2 separate regions of the Gossypium arboreum genome follow, and region 2 is linked to region 1. The links are chromatin contacts, called in public Hi-C maps. All regions are on one chromosome and are shown on one strand. The core of a region is the stretch at or near the end of the contact, and the rest is flanking DNA. Distances in the headings are between cores, read along the strand shown. Region 1 holds the start of LOC108477415 (MADS-box protein FLOWERING LOCUS C-like). Region 2 holds the start of LOC108476783 (leucine-rich repeat extensin-like protein 3).

Region 1 (7,498 bases), core at 2,577-5,076:
AATCCCCCATAACATGTTATATCTTGATTGTACTCTATTTCACGTTCAATCCGATCCAAGTATTGAATTTCAATAACTTTGTGTTATTTATAATCAAATATATCTATTATATCACATTATATCATCAAACATTTCATATAAGTGTTAAGTTATAAACTGTACAAACTTACATGGACTGAATTGTAGTAGTTGTAGAAGTTTAGGGACTAATCTATGATTTTTCCTTTTTCAAGTATATCAACAAAGTCTTGATCTAGAATGTAAAATTTCTCAATTATTACTTTTCACCTTCTAATTCACTTTACATTTTATACCCTTTTTTAAATTACATAATTACCCCTAACTTTTACAACTTTTACAATTTAGTCCCTTAACCCGAAAATCATCAAATTAACCATTTTACTCAAGCCAACATTACAGCTGAATGGCTAAGACTTCTAAACAGTCCATAAAATACCTCATATTCACCTTTAATCCCTAAAACTTTAACATTTTAACAATTAAGTCCTTAAATAAAAAACTAACTAAAATCACTTTATAAAACCATCAAAAATCATAACCAAAGCTTCAAACATATAGTTATCATCACAAACAACCAAAATTCATCAATGGCAACTTTCAAAATTTTTAATAGATTCAAAAACGAAGGTACAGGCCAGCTGGACCTAGTTGTAACGATCTCAAAAACATAAAATTATAAGAAACGGACTCAAAATCACTTACATGCAAAGCTTTATGTTTGGCCGAATTTGAAGCTCCAAAAATGGTGAATTCCTCTTTTGATTTTCGGTGGAAGAGCATGAAAAGATGATGGCTAATTTCTTTTTATTTTATTAATTTTTAGTGAATTTACTAAATTACAAATGTACCTTAATTATAACCTTATAACTCAACAATTTAAAAGCCTATAATCGTGCATCAATAACCTTATGGACTAATTATTGCTTAAGTCCCTTTCATTTAATAATTAGACTATCAAATCAATAAAATTCAAGATTTATTAAATTTTATATTTTTTTTTAATTTAATCGTTTTTACTTAATTAAATATCTATTACTTACGCGCCTTGATATTGCCTTTGTGATTTATAAGTTGTCTCAGTTTATGCACAAACCAACCACTGAACACTAGGCCCTTGTTAAATGATTACTTAGATATCTTTGTGGCACTCCTCATCATGGTCTCCAGCTCTATCGTGACTATCTTACTTCCTTGCATGCATTCTCTAATCTTGATTAGGCTAGAAACTTCAATGACTTCTCATCCTCTAGTGCTTGCATCATCTATTTAGGTTGCAATCCCATCTCATAGAGCTCCAAAAAGCAACGAACCGTTGATCATTCCTCCATAGAGGCTGAATATTGATCTATTGCTAACACTTCTGCTGAAATGAATCGGGTTTGCTCTCTGTTAAATGATCTTGGTCTTCAACCTTCTACATGCCTGGTATTTAGGAGATTTCAAATTTCTTTGCTCTTGTTTTCTGTTTTGATGTACTGCTGCTATATAAGAGTTAGTTTTGGGCTTCAAATGTGTATATATATCATTGAAATTATAAATGAAATATGTCAAATTCTATTTTTCTATCAAATCCAACCCTTGAAAAACCTGAATTTGAAAAAATCTAAATTCAAAATAATTCAAGCTCAAACAAAACAAATAGAAAAAAAGCGGGACCCAATCCCACTCATTTGCCACCCAAATTGGCTATATTAAAAAATAATAAATTTTAGACGAAATTCAAATTGAAAAAAAAAAAAAACTACGAAATTTGATAATTACTTATGTCATTCTGTTAACTTGTAGTCCGTAACCTAAAAGGCTGTAGTTGTAATAAATAGGATAATTTCCCTTCATATTATCCAACACCACGATTGATAAAGTTCTCAATTTCAAGTCGCCCACGTCCCAACCCAATCCCCTTTTCACTATACACTAACTTCCCTTGGCTCAATCACATGAAAACCAGATCCAAAGACGCAAATTCCTTGTGGAAATGGAAAGGAAACATGAAGAGGAAAAAGAAAGACAAGCAATTTCCAGTGTCAGAATTCCTCCGTGAAAGCCGCCAGAAAGTGGAGGAGAACGTACTAGGCCCAGGCGGCGGTGCTGGGATCGGTTGTGGCGTTGGAGTTGGTTTCGGCTTGGTTGGGGGAATTGGGTATGGTGGGTGGCCTTGGAACCATTTGAGGCTTGCGTTTGGGGTTGGAGCTGGTTGTGGTATTGGGTTTGGGTTCGGATTTGGACAGGGTATTGGTTATGGTTTTAGTTTAGAATCTTTGGAGTCCAACTTGTCTAAAGATAGTTCCGATTCCAACAGAAAATTTTTGATTTCTTAGGAAGCCGAACAATGTTGCTATGTTTCAATTGTGTTGAGTACTGAATGGATTTGTACTGGTTTTCAACAAGTGTTCTCGTGTTCTTTTCTTCTTCTTTTTTGTGAGAGTTGCATGCAGACCAGGTGTTTGATATATTGTCAACATAACAGAGTTTACTCCTTTAAAATAAAATAATGTCAGAGCCAATGTCACTGAGTTTCATAATATGTTTTTCATCTATATAATACTTTCAAACAGAAGCAACTAGACCCTATAATAGTCATAACCAATGAAAACAAAACAGCACTTATCCAAGAATATCAATACTATAATGTATTTCCAGAAATCCTAAAAAAGGGAAGGAAAAAAAAATCAATTGAAAGGAGGAAAGAAACCCAAGTCTGAAGCATTCATCTGAGGGGGAAAACCAGGCATCTTTGGATAATAAATGCATGGAAGAACAGGGTGAACGTTAGGGTCGTAGTAACCCATCGAGGAATTAGCATCCTTGTAAGGTGATTGTATCGAAGATGGATCAACATAATGAACCGGCAATGGAACATACGGAATACTACTACTATTTTCAAACTCAGGATAGCTAATAAAATTTTTCTTTGGCCAATATGTCTGAAAACTCTGGTGTTGTGGGGTTTTAATCGGTTCTTGGTAGATAACAGCTTCCTTTCCCTTCCCCTTGTTCTTTGGTGATCCAGCTCCTCCCTTAAGAACCAGTTTTGATTGAATTACGTTCATAACAGCAGCAATCTTTGCATCCAATTCGAAAATCAAGTTTCGAAGTTGATTCTCGGAGTAGTGATTGACCATATTCTTGTGATCCAATATATCAAATTTGTCACCAAATCTTCTCCTCTTACTTGCGGAAGAATCACAAGCTGTTTTGTCAATACGCCGCTGCTTGAACCACTCGATGATTTGTTCAGCTTCCACATTATTATGGGGCCAAATCTCAGCTTTTACTTTACCATGTTCATAGATGATGAGCAGTAGCTTGATATCACAAAGAATTGATAACTCCTTGGCCTTCTTTAACAAATTAGTCCTTCTCTTTTCGAAAACTCTCTTACGAGCCTTCTCATTCTCTATCAGCTTCATCTCCGTCCTACGTTTGCCCATCTGTTCTGATATGATAAACTGAATTGCACACAGATACATATATAAATAAAGCTTTATAATTTACTGACAATGTAACAAAGAGAGACTAACAATCAGTAAGGTCGGAAACAGAAAATAAAAAAATTAGCTTACTTTGCTTTCCTGTCGGAAACTTGAATGCAAGAGAGCGCTTAGGAGGGTGGGACAGAGGGCTTGTGAGAGGTATCTCTTGCGGCGGGGTTGTCTGTAGAGAGATGAGAGTAGGTCGGCAATTTATGAAGGAAATCTTTTGAGGAAACTTGTTTTCGATTTGCAAATTTATTAGGATCTATATCTCTATTTATACTAATATAGTTCTCCTGAGTTTTTATATATATTTCTGGTCAAAACAAGACCTTGATATCATAGCTTAAAGATATCGATGCAATTATATAGATTAAGAATAATGTCAAATAAAAATTACTATAATAAAAAAATAATTATGAGTCTTTTAAGAATTTGTAAAACTAAATCTTTTCTTTGATATCATTGTCAGCTTTTGGGTTGATTGTTAGTTATTTTTAGTATTTTTATTTTGTTTTTAATTTTAATCTACATTTATCTCAAATCTATGTTTAATGATTTTTGTTTTTCTACTTTGTTTTCTTTAAAAGTTGATGTAATTTTATTTTTAGTTTTTAGTTTCTAGTATATTTTAGCATATATATGTTATTTTATAATATAAAAATGCCATCAGATTTATTAGTAACAATTCTCAATGAGTTTCATAACGATAAATTATAGTGATTGTAATAGATTTGAGATGATGAGAAGGATAAACTAACTAAGACTTGGCCTTTTGTGCATTATTAATACGGTGGGTCTCTTAGAGATTTTGGTAGTTGATTTTTGGTTAATAGGTATTCATCGTCAAGTTAATTTGATGATGGTGGGGGTTAGAGTGCAAATTTCACCGATTTGATCAAGTTGATGCATCCTAATTTCTTTATGAATTATTACAATGTTGTAGTTACTATTAGTTTGTCTTTCTCTTTTCTTTTTCTTTTTTTTTATATTGTTCTGCAGACATGACATTTGTGCATTAGTTTAGAAGGGATTATAGGTAAAATTAGGCATTATGTAAAAAAAACAATTTATACTCTATATAAAGCATGACACGTTGATGTCGGTTAATTAAGCACTAACTCTTTTGAGTTATGAAAAAAGTATTCTTATTTTATAAAGTAAATTATATCATTTTGAGAATATTTTATCATTTTATATCTTTCACATAGAAAATAGAAAAAATAAACACATTATAAGACTTAAACCCAAGTATTTACAACTTCCAACATTTGTTTTTTACCGTTCAACCAAATTCTTTGTTATTTATATTATTTTTTATTGATATATTTATTAATAATTCTATTTTTCAACCACATTTTGAGTTTACAATAATATAGTTTTAATAAATAGGGTAACTATACAAACTGTGACATAACTATAAAAAAATTTCATTTTAGACACCCAAAATAAAAGGTTTACAATTTAGCCACCCACATTACATAATTCATTCATTTTGATCACTCTTGTTATGACTCTTTCTTTAAACCATATGTAGCAGAACATTAAAATGAAAATGACCATACCTAGTTGGAACTAAGGATTAGAGCTAGAGATATGGTAGTTATTTACTAGCAAAGAGCTGCAAGCAATGGCCAAACAATAAACTTTGATAGCCTATAGTATGTTTCTTCATAATCAATCCTAAGACCTAAACATGCTTAGGTATTTTATTGAATTAAAAGCAATCAAATTTGGTGCTTCCATTAGCTTTGTAATGGTTAACCAAAATTCTTTTTTTTTTTTTTGTAAAAATGGTTTCCCTATGAGAAAATGGCCTCTCGTTCTCATGCATATAAATTCTGTATACATATAATGGCTTATATGAATAAACTAAATTAAAAGTAGGGGTTTCTTTAGTTGAATGTATAACACCCCAAAAATCTAAATGTTTGATTGTGGAACTCGATAGTAATTAAATTTTTGTATATATGGTTATGTGCTCTGTTTATATGTTTAAGGTTGGGGGTTTGATTCAGGACTTTAGAAAGTTTTGCTATTTTGTTCTAAATTAACCTCTATCCTTGAATTGTCGACTTAAGTTTAATTCTGTGCGAATCTATATAAAAAATGAGCCTGTTGGTTTACTAGTTAAGCTTATCTATTCTACTTAGTCTTGTGTTCAAGTCTCGGTGCATGCGTTAAAGGATTTTTTTTTTTTGCTAATTGTTAGAATTTTGAAAGGTAGTTTTAAAATAGAAATTAAACGTTCTTTCTCTCTCCTCCCTCTTTCGTTTTCTTTCCTTTTCCTTTTGCTTTACACTGTTTGCTCCTCTTTCTCTTTTTCCTTTTTATCCTTGCTTAAATTCTCGTTCTCATCTTGCTGTTGTTGTTGGGTAAGTTCGTTTCCGTTAATTTCGTAAGTTTTGGTGTTCAATTTTTATTTATATTCGTTGTTTTATGTTTTGGTCAAAAACTTATTTTTTATTACATTTCTCGATTCTCCGTCTAAATGTTTAATTACTGCACATTAGGAGAAGGTCATGAGGAAGTCGTTCCAAAAATGCTTTAGATTCGGGAATTGTTGCATCGTGCGAAGGTAATGGTTGTTTTCATGTTTGGGGTTTTTGTCGAGATTTTGACTTAGTTGGTCGATGATAGTTGTTGCGAATTGGTTCGTAATGGTTATGTTTTGAACTTCTATTTGTCGCTTTTAGGATTCAGGATCAAAATCTGTTGCTTCTACATCGACTCGTTAGCAAGTGCGTACCGAAAACTTGACTTTTTGTGAATTTCGAACGCTAGAAAACATGGTTATTGACGCCACACGGCCGTATGGTAGGTCATGTGAATCGCACAACCATGTGTCTAGCCGTGTAACTCATTATTCACGAATTAGATACACACGGACTGAGGACAAGAGCGTGTGTCCAAGCTGTGCATGGGAATGTTTTGTGCAGGGTTCACACAAACCAAGGACACAGGCGAGTGTCCAAGTCGTGTAACACACTATTTGTACATTAGGACCACATGGGCGTGTGTTAGGCCGTGTGAGGCATACGGGCGAACATACGAGCATGTGCTAAGCCATGTGAAACTACATGGGCCAATTAGTTAGGCCGTGTGAAACCACACGGACGTGTGGACCAATATTTGGAATTTTTCCCTTGGACCACAAGTGTCTTTTGACACGAATGCAAGCCTTCTATGGGGTCCGTATGATCTGAATTAAACTGTATAAACTGCTATTTTATGATCTGATGAGTACTAAAAATCTGTATGTGTATTGCGTATGAAAATCGTTAATTATATTAATTTATTCAGTACGAGTATGATTTGTATCTAGATGGTCGTATAGACTTCTATGTTAACTGACATTTGAAATCAGCATTTACATTTGGGTGGGAATGTGTGTAAATGAGGAAGTGCTCTGTTCTGGATCAGTTGTTAAACCACCAGTATATGTAATCTGATCTGGCAGCTAGCCTGCAATTACTGAAACGTGTCATATCAACACTATGTGGTGTGTATGGTTGGATGAGTATTAATTACTCATTTTGGTGTATTGAGTTGGTCGAAAATGGTGTGTAAAAGATGAAGGTAGGATAATTACATCTGTTCTGTATCTGACAATGAATTTGACTTATTATGTGTCTGGTATGTTAATTGAACAAATTGCCTTTTGAGTTTGATTCAAAATCTAAACTTAGAACTTTATTGGTTTAATCACAGCTTTATTGAATATGTAATTATTTTCCTTATTGCATTGCTAATTCATTTTTGTCGGTTGATTGAATTAAAGGTAACATTCAGACTTGATCGGGTCAGCAGACCAGGAGCTCGGTCCTATTATTTATTAGCTTTTATTATTATCTATATTACTGGTTTATTTTCAGTATATTCGAGGAATTCGACTTACTAATATGATGAACTCAGATTAAACTTTATGTGGTTAAATTCCTTTAATTTCTAGATGACTTTAAAAAGACTAAGTTTCAGGAGTTATGTTTTGAGAAATATTTGAT
Region 2 (7,498 bases), core at 1,948-4,447, 170 kb before region 1:
CTCATTTCTCCATTTTTACCATTTCTATCTATTTTTGTTCATTTGATTCAACATTCAATTCATTTATGGCTTCAACAAGCTAGTGGAGGGACCGATTGGACACATGTGATTAGGGCTCAAATAATTTTTAATTAAATTCTAGCTTTTTGCCTATTAATTATAAACTCATTTAATCACGAAATCATTCCATTATACTGTCATGAATGAGCTCTCCCTAATGACATATCATTACGAAAGCAACTTAATCAGTGCTCGTCCAATGACATTGTCATAAGTGTGTTACCCTCATAGAATATCCATAATCTCTTTGGAATAAATTTGTTCTTCCAATATGATCATATTTTATCTCATGGTAACTATTATATCTTCTTTCATATAAAGCCAATTACTATAAAAAAGTAATCAATTCATTCATCACAAAGACGAACGATCCGTGGCTACATTTACTTTTTATTAACCATGTAATGCTAATGAGAAAATATCATTTATCTATATCTCAAGCTATGACTTACAATGTTGTGAATGACACAATGTTATGAATGACACTACATACTACAGAAGTAGTATAACCAACGCACCAACTTTCGATTCTTTATCTATTTGAACTTAGACTTTTACTTATATCAAAGTATACGAGTCACGCATATGTAATCCGTCATCTACTCAAGATTCAAGTATGTCACACTTTGAATGTTACAAGTGAATAAATCCGTAAACAGATTCAAGATCTATTTTTCTGGGATCCAATCCGATGTACTGTCAATCACATATATGTCTCTATTTTCTGAAAGTCATCCGAACCGTTGTCCAAGACAATACATCTTCCTAATTGAACTTGATAAGCAGCATATTAATTTTTCAATCAATTTACTCATTTCCAATTAAACTAAGAACATGTTTAGGTTCGTCTATTAATATAATTTATCTTAAGGTATTATGATTCAACCATGTAATAGCATTTAGTATTAGTTTAAATATTAAACAACCAGTGAGCCAATATTTCTTTTTTTTTTTAATGCACAAAAAATCACATGAAAACAATTATACAAATTATATTAATATAATCCATGAATTATTTTATTAACCAATCTGTTTAACAAAAATACAAATTCACTAACAAATATATCACACTTAAAGCACTAGATCCAACAATAACTTAATAATAAAGATGTTGACTTTAGACTATATTCATTTATGAACTCTTTTTACATGATTTTTTTACCATCTTTTGTTTCTTTGCTACAACTAAGTTTTTATTGAGTTAATGAGAAAGTGATAATGGGAGTTGAGGTCACCTGATGATATAACTTTGGTCAACAATTTGTCAAAAATGAGAAGTTATTGAGAAATATAGAAATAGAAATAGCAATCAAGTGCCAAAAGAGTGCACACTCCCTAACCACCACCAAAATTGTGTGTAAAGACAATTTCCTTATCTAAAGTATTAACAATTTATTGAACAATATTTAATCCATCAATTAAAAAATCACTTAAAAAATACATTTTAAAGATGGAATTGAATCAACCCATCTAATCCCTTAAAATGTGAATATTGAATTGGACTAAAACTTTGATTACTTAACTGCCTAAAGTCAATATTTGCATTACTTGTTATTAATTTATTTTTAGCTTATCTTATTTTTTGTTTTAGTGGGATTTGATAGATTTTTATGTTAGTAAATCTCAAAATAATCTATTTAATTGAGAGATATGCTAATGTACTGAGAAACTTAAGCTTTTAATTTGTTCTTGTAAGAAATATTATTATATAAGTACATATTAATAGTAAAACTTTTTATATGATTATTTTACTTATTAAATTCACAAGGAGTCAATTCAATAGTAACAGCATCCACTCTTCAAGATAAAAGGTGCGAAAAATTGTCAGCGTGATCTGATAAATTAAATCACTTGCTGTAGTTATTAAACAGGATAAATATTTATCACTAAGGTAGACTCCGGATAAATAAGAAAATCGAATTCATAAACAACTCATCTATGTTATGTTTACATACTGTAAAAAGGTACCCACTTTCTTGTCACGCTTAAACGCTTAACTATGTTGGTTTGATTCTTATCAATTATTCAAGCTAATGTTCTAACTTTAATTTGCCAAGAATTTATCTTAGATGATTGACTATAGTCTTCAATTGAATTCATTGAAGATCTCTTCATGGATTCAATTGGACAGCCTACTCTATTTTCCACAGTTCCATTTGGTTTCATATATCATCTTAATCTATTTTTGTTAATTCTAAACTTGTTGATTTTATCAACTTTATCAAGATTTGTACCTTGAGAAAACCACAATACGAGTGAAGCAGAGGCAAACAAATGATTGTACTGGAAATGCATAAAAAATGGGCTCTTCCACCTGCTCAATTGGATCTTCTTATTGTTGAACATTATCTATTTTACTGCATAATTTGTTATCCAATCTACTACCGGTTTTTTGGGGGCGAAAAACATAATAGCATCGTCTTTCCTCAAGGCAGCACATATATAATTAGAAATAAATTTCTTAAGGCTATTAAAAACAAGGAAAATTACAGACAGAGGGGGGAAAAGGAAGAAGGGTAAAAAAAACCTACATAACCTTTAATTGCCTCATGGGGAGATAAAGCTCGTACACTGCTGAAATATAAAACTCCCAAGGCAATTATTTATAGCTAGCTAGTATGGTGGAGGAGGGCGATTCCAAGGCGGTGGTGGTCTATATGGATCAAAATAAGGTGGTGGAGGAGGTCCAGGAGGTGGTGAAAAAGCATGAGGCGGTGGCGGTGGACCCGGTGGATGGTGATGATGAGGGGGTGCGGGAGGAGGAGGTGCAGCATAGTAAGGCGGAGGTGGTGGGGGTGCACCATATAAGTGCGGTGGTGGTGGTGCAAAAGGATCTTGTCGTGATGGCGGTGGTGGTGGTGGTGGTGCAAAAGGGTCTGGAGGTGGTGGGGAGGGCGGGTGCCTACGAAACTCCATCAATTGGCAGGATTTAGATTTTAGAGATAAGGGGATTTGGTGATATATATATATATATATATAAATGGAGAGTAGAGATGTAATAAAATGATTTGAGACTGATAGTTGGATGACTGACGGAGGGGAAAGGAAATTACTTAGCCACAAAGAAATGAAAGGGTGAATTACAGGTGTGCAAGTGTTCCAGATATTTTCCAAGGATAGAGGTTTTGTTTTCCAACCAATTTTATATTTAACATTTCAAAACAAACACGGATCTATAATCTCTAAATTTTCTCTACTTTTTATATTAAGAGAAAGCTAGATGAATTGATTGACTTTATAAAATTTTGCCCATCTTGCTTACCTACCAAACACCTTTTAAATTTTGTCTTTTTATATCATACAATCAAAAACATTTTCCTGGCAGCATCATGGCTGTTTGAAATTTAAGTACAAACTTATGTAACATTCATCATCATGGTTTCACTAATTCTACCCATACCTCTTGAAAGGTAAAAGTTTTGAAGGCAAGTAGATCAAACAATCATACCATCATTAAAAAGCATCAGCAAAACTGCACCGTCTTTTTTTTAATTTTATTTATACAAATTTTATATATTATAATTAAATCTTAAATTTTTAAATACTGTATTTTAAACGGGAAAAATTGTATAGTGTATTTAAATTTAATCGGAATTGATTTAAATTAGGAAATATTTATTCAAATCTTATTTAATACGATCCAAACAAATGCATTTAAGGAGTAAATAATTTTTTTAATTTTTTATATTTTTATAATTTTAAGATATTTTTATTCTTAATTTATGAATTTTAAAGAGTTTTTTTATTTTTAATAATTTTGTATCTTAAAAAATTGCAATTTTTATTAAAAGATAAAATTTTTAATGAATACTAAAAAAGGTTATTTTGCCACTTTTTATAATATGCGAACAACTATGGCCAAAATTGGATCAAATTTGGATGGAAGTTAACATGACCAAGATTTTTAAATTAAAAAAAAGCACAAATTTTACTTTTTTAATTTAAAGTATAAGGACTAAATTTTAAATTTAAAAACTCCTAGCATATTAAATACAAACAATTATTTTGAAAGTATGAGTTTGCAATCTATACTAATTGTACATACAAAACTTGGAGTTAAATTTTATTTATAAACTTTGAAAAGAAATATAATTTTTGGATTTTCCAATTACAAAGAAAACTCATTTGATTTTTCTCTTTGGTTGATTTTTAACCCAAGGGTCATTTACACTTGATATTAAAAAGGATACTAGTCGCTTCAAGGATAGTTGAAACTTGATCTGGAGAGTGCTTGCTTGAGAATTTGATTTAATTGGATTCAAGTGTCTTTGAGACTTGATCTTGAATTAATGGTGTATGTTTCAAGATTCATCGAGACTTGATTTTGAAAATAGATTTGGAGAGAGTTTCAATCCAAGGGTTTTTGAGACTTGAACTTAGATGGTTGAGTTTGCTTCAAGGGTTGACGAGACTTGATTTTGAAAATAGGTTTTATCTCCTTTGTGAGCGCAATCGAATTAGATCTTCCCAAGGGTCATCTAGACTTGATCATAGATGGAAGGATGATCCCATTTCAAGGGCCTTCAAAAAACAAGTTTAGCCTCTTTTCTATCATTTGAATTACATCAAAAGGCGACTTTCATAAAAAATGGAAAAGATGATTGTAACGACCCGATAGATGAATTAAAATTTGGATAGTCAATTTAGCCAAACTTATGTTTAATTAAGGCTTAGTGACTAAATTGTAAAATTCTAATTGCTATCTATTTTTAATTAGAAAAAGGCTTGAAAACTTAAATTACAATTACCCAAAGAGGCCAAAATGATTAATAAACCATTCTTAACCAAGTATTAGTGGACGATGGTATTGGTTTCTCATTAAATACGATTAGTAATTAAAATTATTATAATTAAACGTATAGCTTGGTGGAAGGAAAGATGAACATTAATTCAACTTCTTCCACCATTAAACCAAGGAAAAAAAGAAGAAGAAAACCATAAGTTTCGTCAAGCTTTCGGCTACAAATTAGTATGCAATCAAGTCCTCTTCTTGTAATTTTTTGTAAATTTAAGGTCATGGGAGCTTGATTTAGCTAGCTCATGTATCAATTTGTAAAATTTTTAAAGTTTTTTAAAGTTTCCATTGTTGAGAAATAGATGAAATTGGTGTGAAGTTGTTAGAAGTTAAGCTTAATTTATAAAAAGGACTAGATTGTAAAGTTTAATTGTTAGTTTCGTACATTATGGACCAAATTAGATAAAATGAAAAATTGTCATGAATTGTTGGTAAGAATAGAAAATAGAGGCTCTCTAATGAGTTTTGGTGAAATCGAATTTTAATCCAAAGCCCTAAATTGAAAGTTATGCTTGTCCCAATTTTTGGGGCTAAATTGAATAAATTACAAAGTCTTTGTGATTTCTTATTTGATTCTGATTTGGCTTGAAATTGATTGTATGATATGTTTTATAATTATCCGTAGCTAACGACAATATCGAATAGCCGAGAGGGAAAAGAAAAGCAAAATTCGTCGAAGAGTGACGTTCGAAACTTTGGGTTGTACTTTTATCATTCGAGATAGAATTGTTTGATTTTATTTGCATGTTTATTGATTGTTGAATCATTGAGGTGAGTCTATTATTATAATATGGATTTTTTCGATTGAATTTGATATAAAACATCGAGATAGAAGACTAAAATGAATAAATGGGAAATGATATGAGATATTCGAATTATGATATGTGATGTGAAAATTATATTGAAATATATCTTATAATATGAAATATGTGTGTTTGATTTTGAAATGGGGTTGTGATTGTGAATTCGAATGAGAAACGATATATGTACTAAATTGTAAAATAATTGATATGTGATAGAACAGTGTATAGGGTACAAAAATGCATATGTGACCGAATACAAGGTATGAATATGCGAGTAAGATGATTACATGTATGAAAAAAAATACATATATAATTGAGCCCCGCGTAAACTTAGTAAAAATGTTAGGATACAATTGGCATGACAATAGATTTTTATGCGCGCTTATATGTGATATGTGTTTGTACGGAGACCATTACAGGTTATACTGGGATCTAGCATTTGTAGTGGATCATAGAGTATAATATGGTATGGTGGAGGGGTGTATTAGCATATGACTACGCATTTGATTCCTTCAGACTTTGCACTTCTGTGCCGTAGTGTGTTGTAGTTTAAGCTCATACGAGCTATCTGGTGTGATGCAGTTTACTCATGTATTCGAGTCCGTTTTACTAGGGTTCCATCAGATGTAACATTATATTTGAAATTGGAAAACTTAAAAAGGTAATTAAATTGATTAATAATAGAATATAATATTGAAATGAATATGAATGAGTTAATAGACTCCTCAAAGAGGTGCGGGCGATTTGTTAAACGAATTTTTTATGTGAAATGAACTTGATATTGAATTTCATAATGAATGGTTTTTGAATGTTTTAAATTGTTAATTGGTGTAGATAACTAAAGGCCTTAAGATAGCTTTTGATATATGTAATTGAATTTGATCATTCTTTTCTATGATAGTTAAATTAGTTTGCATTGATAATTGTATACCTTTATATATAATTAATTATATACTTATCTTACAATATGAATATGTATTAGTAGGCATTGAGATTATAAATATCATAGCATGTTATAAATGTTACTTTATTTTATATTACCTAGAATCATGAAAGTACCACCGAGCTTTATCACTAAACGTACGGTTGTTTGTTTTGTGCGCATGTGTAGGTAATTCTCGAAGCCCCGAGAAGTGAAATCAACATGAAATATGATATATGTGCATGCATTGCATAATTGTGGGAAAAGCCTCAATGGGATAGGTGAAATTAGGATAGGAAATGGGGAGTGAACCTTTTAGATACCTCCATGGGCAAAGCTCGGGGCATTGTGAAGGGAACACTGCGGTGTTCGAGCATCATTGTTAGGTGGTATAAAGGAGGTAATGGGAGGAGAATTTGAGAAATAAGAACCATAGAAAGGTGTTTACCACGACGGCAGTATTGAACAGTCCTTCGGGGCGACACTGTGATAACGATATATGGTGTAAGATCATAAATGAAATATGCTATTACAATCTAGTATGAGGTACGTAACGTAAGACCATGGATGAAAGATGTCATAGCAGCATGGTACAAGTATAAGGTATACGGTGTAAGACCATAGATGAAAGATGTTATGGCATCTAGGTATAATGAGTAAGACCATGGATGAAAGACTCTATGACATCATATTATAGTACACCAAGATGGTGGATTGGTGTAAGACCATGGATGAAAGACTCCATGGCATCCGCAAAACAAAGATAGTCCAATGGGACAGTAAACACAAAAGAGATAATCCGCTAGGACAATCAACACAAAATAGAGATAGTCCACTAGGACAGTAAATGTAATATCCCATTTTTTAGTGGTGTCAAAAATGGTGGATGAAAGACTCCATGGCATCAACTCAATTAAA

Evidence for each region. Hi-C and Micro-C count contacts between places; a contact is called where the count stands out from the background.
Region 2: a contact with region 1 is called in a Hi-C map of leaf, with 4 times the contacts expected there. The contact joins the promoter of LOC108476783 here to the promoter of LOC108477415 in region 1. A contact is called at or near these places in 3 of 5 Hi-C or Micro-C datasets (all in leaf).

The regions. Positions count from the first base shown.
Region 1 is chr12:12,673,176-12,680,673 of ASM2569848v2, reverse strand. LOC108477415 (MADS-box protein FLOWERING LOCUS C-like) reads right to left here and starts at 3,826. Exons shown (of 2, transcript XM_017779955.2): 1 at 3,585-3,826; 2 at 2,092-3,470. The coding sequence starts at 3,452. The coding sequence ends at 2,691. LOC108477889 (protein TRIGALACTOSYLDIACYLGLYCEROL 5, chloroplastic) reads left to right here and starts at 1,959. Exons shown (of 1, transcript XM_017780362.1): 1 at 1,959-2,339. The coding sequence starts at 1,959. The coding sequence ends at 2,339.
Region 2 is chr12:12,841,158-12,848,655 of ASM2569848v2, reverse strand. LOC108476783 (leucine-rich repeat extensin-like protein 3) reads right to left here and starts at 3,197. Exons shown (of 1, transcript XM_017779112.2): 1 at 2,390-3,197. The coding sequence starts at 2,976. The coding sequence ends at 2,674.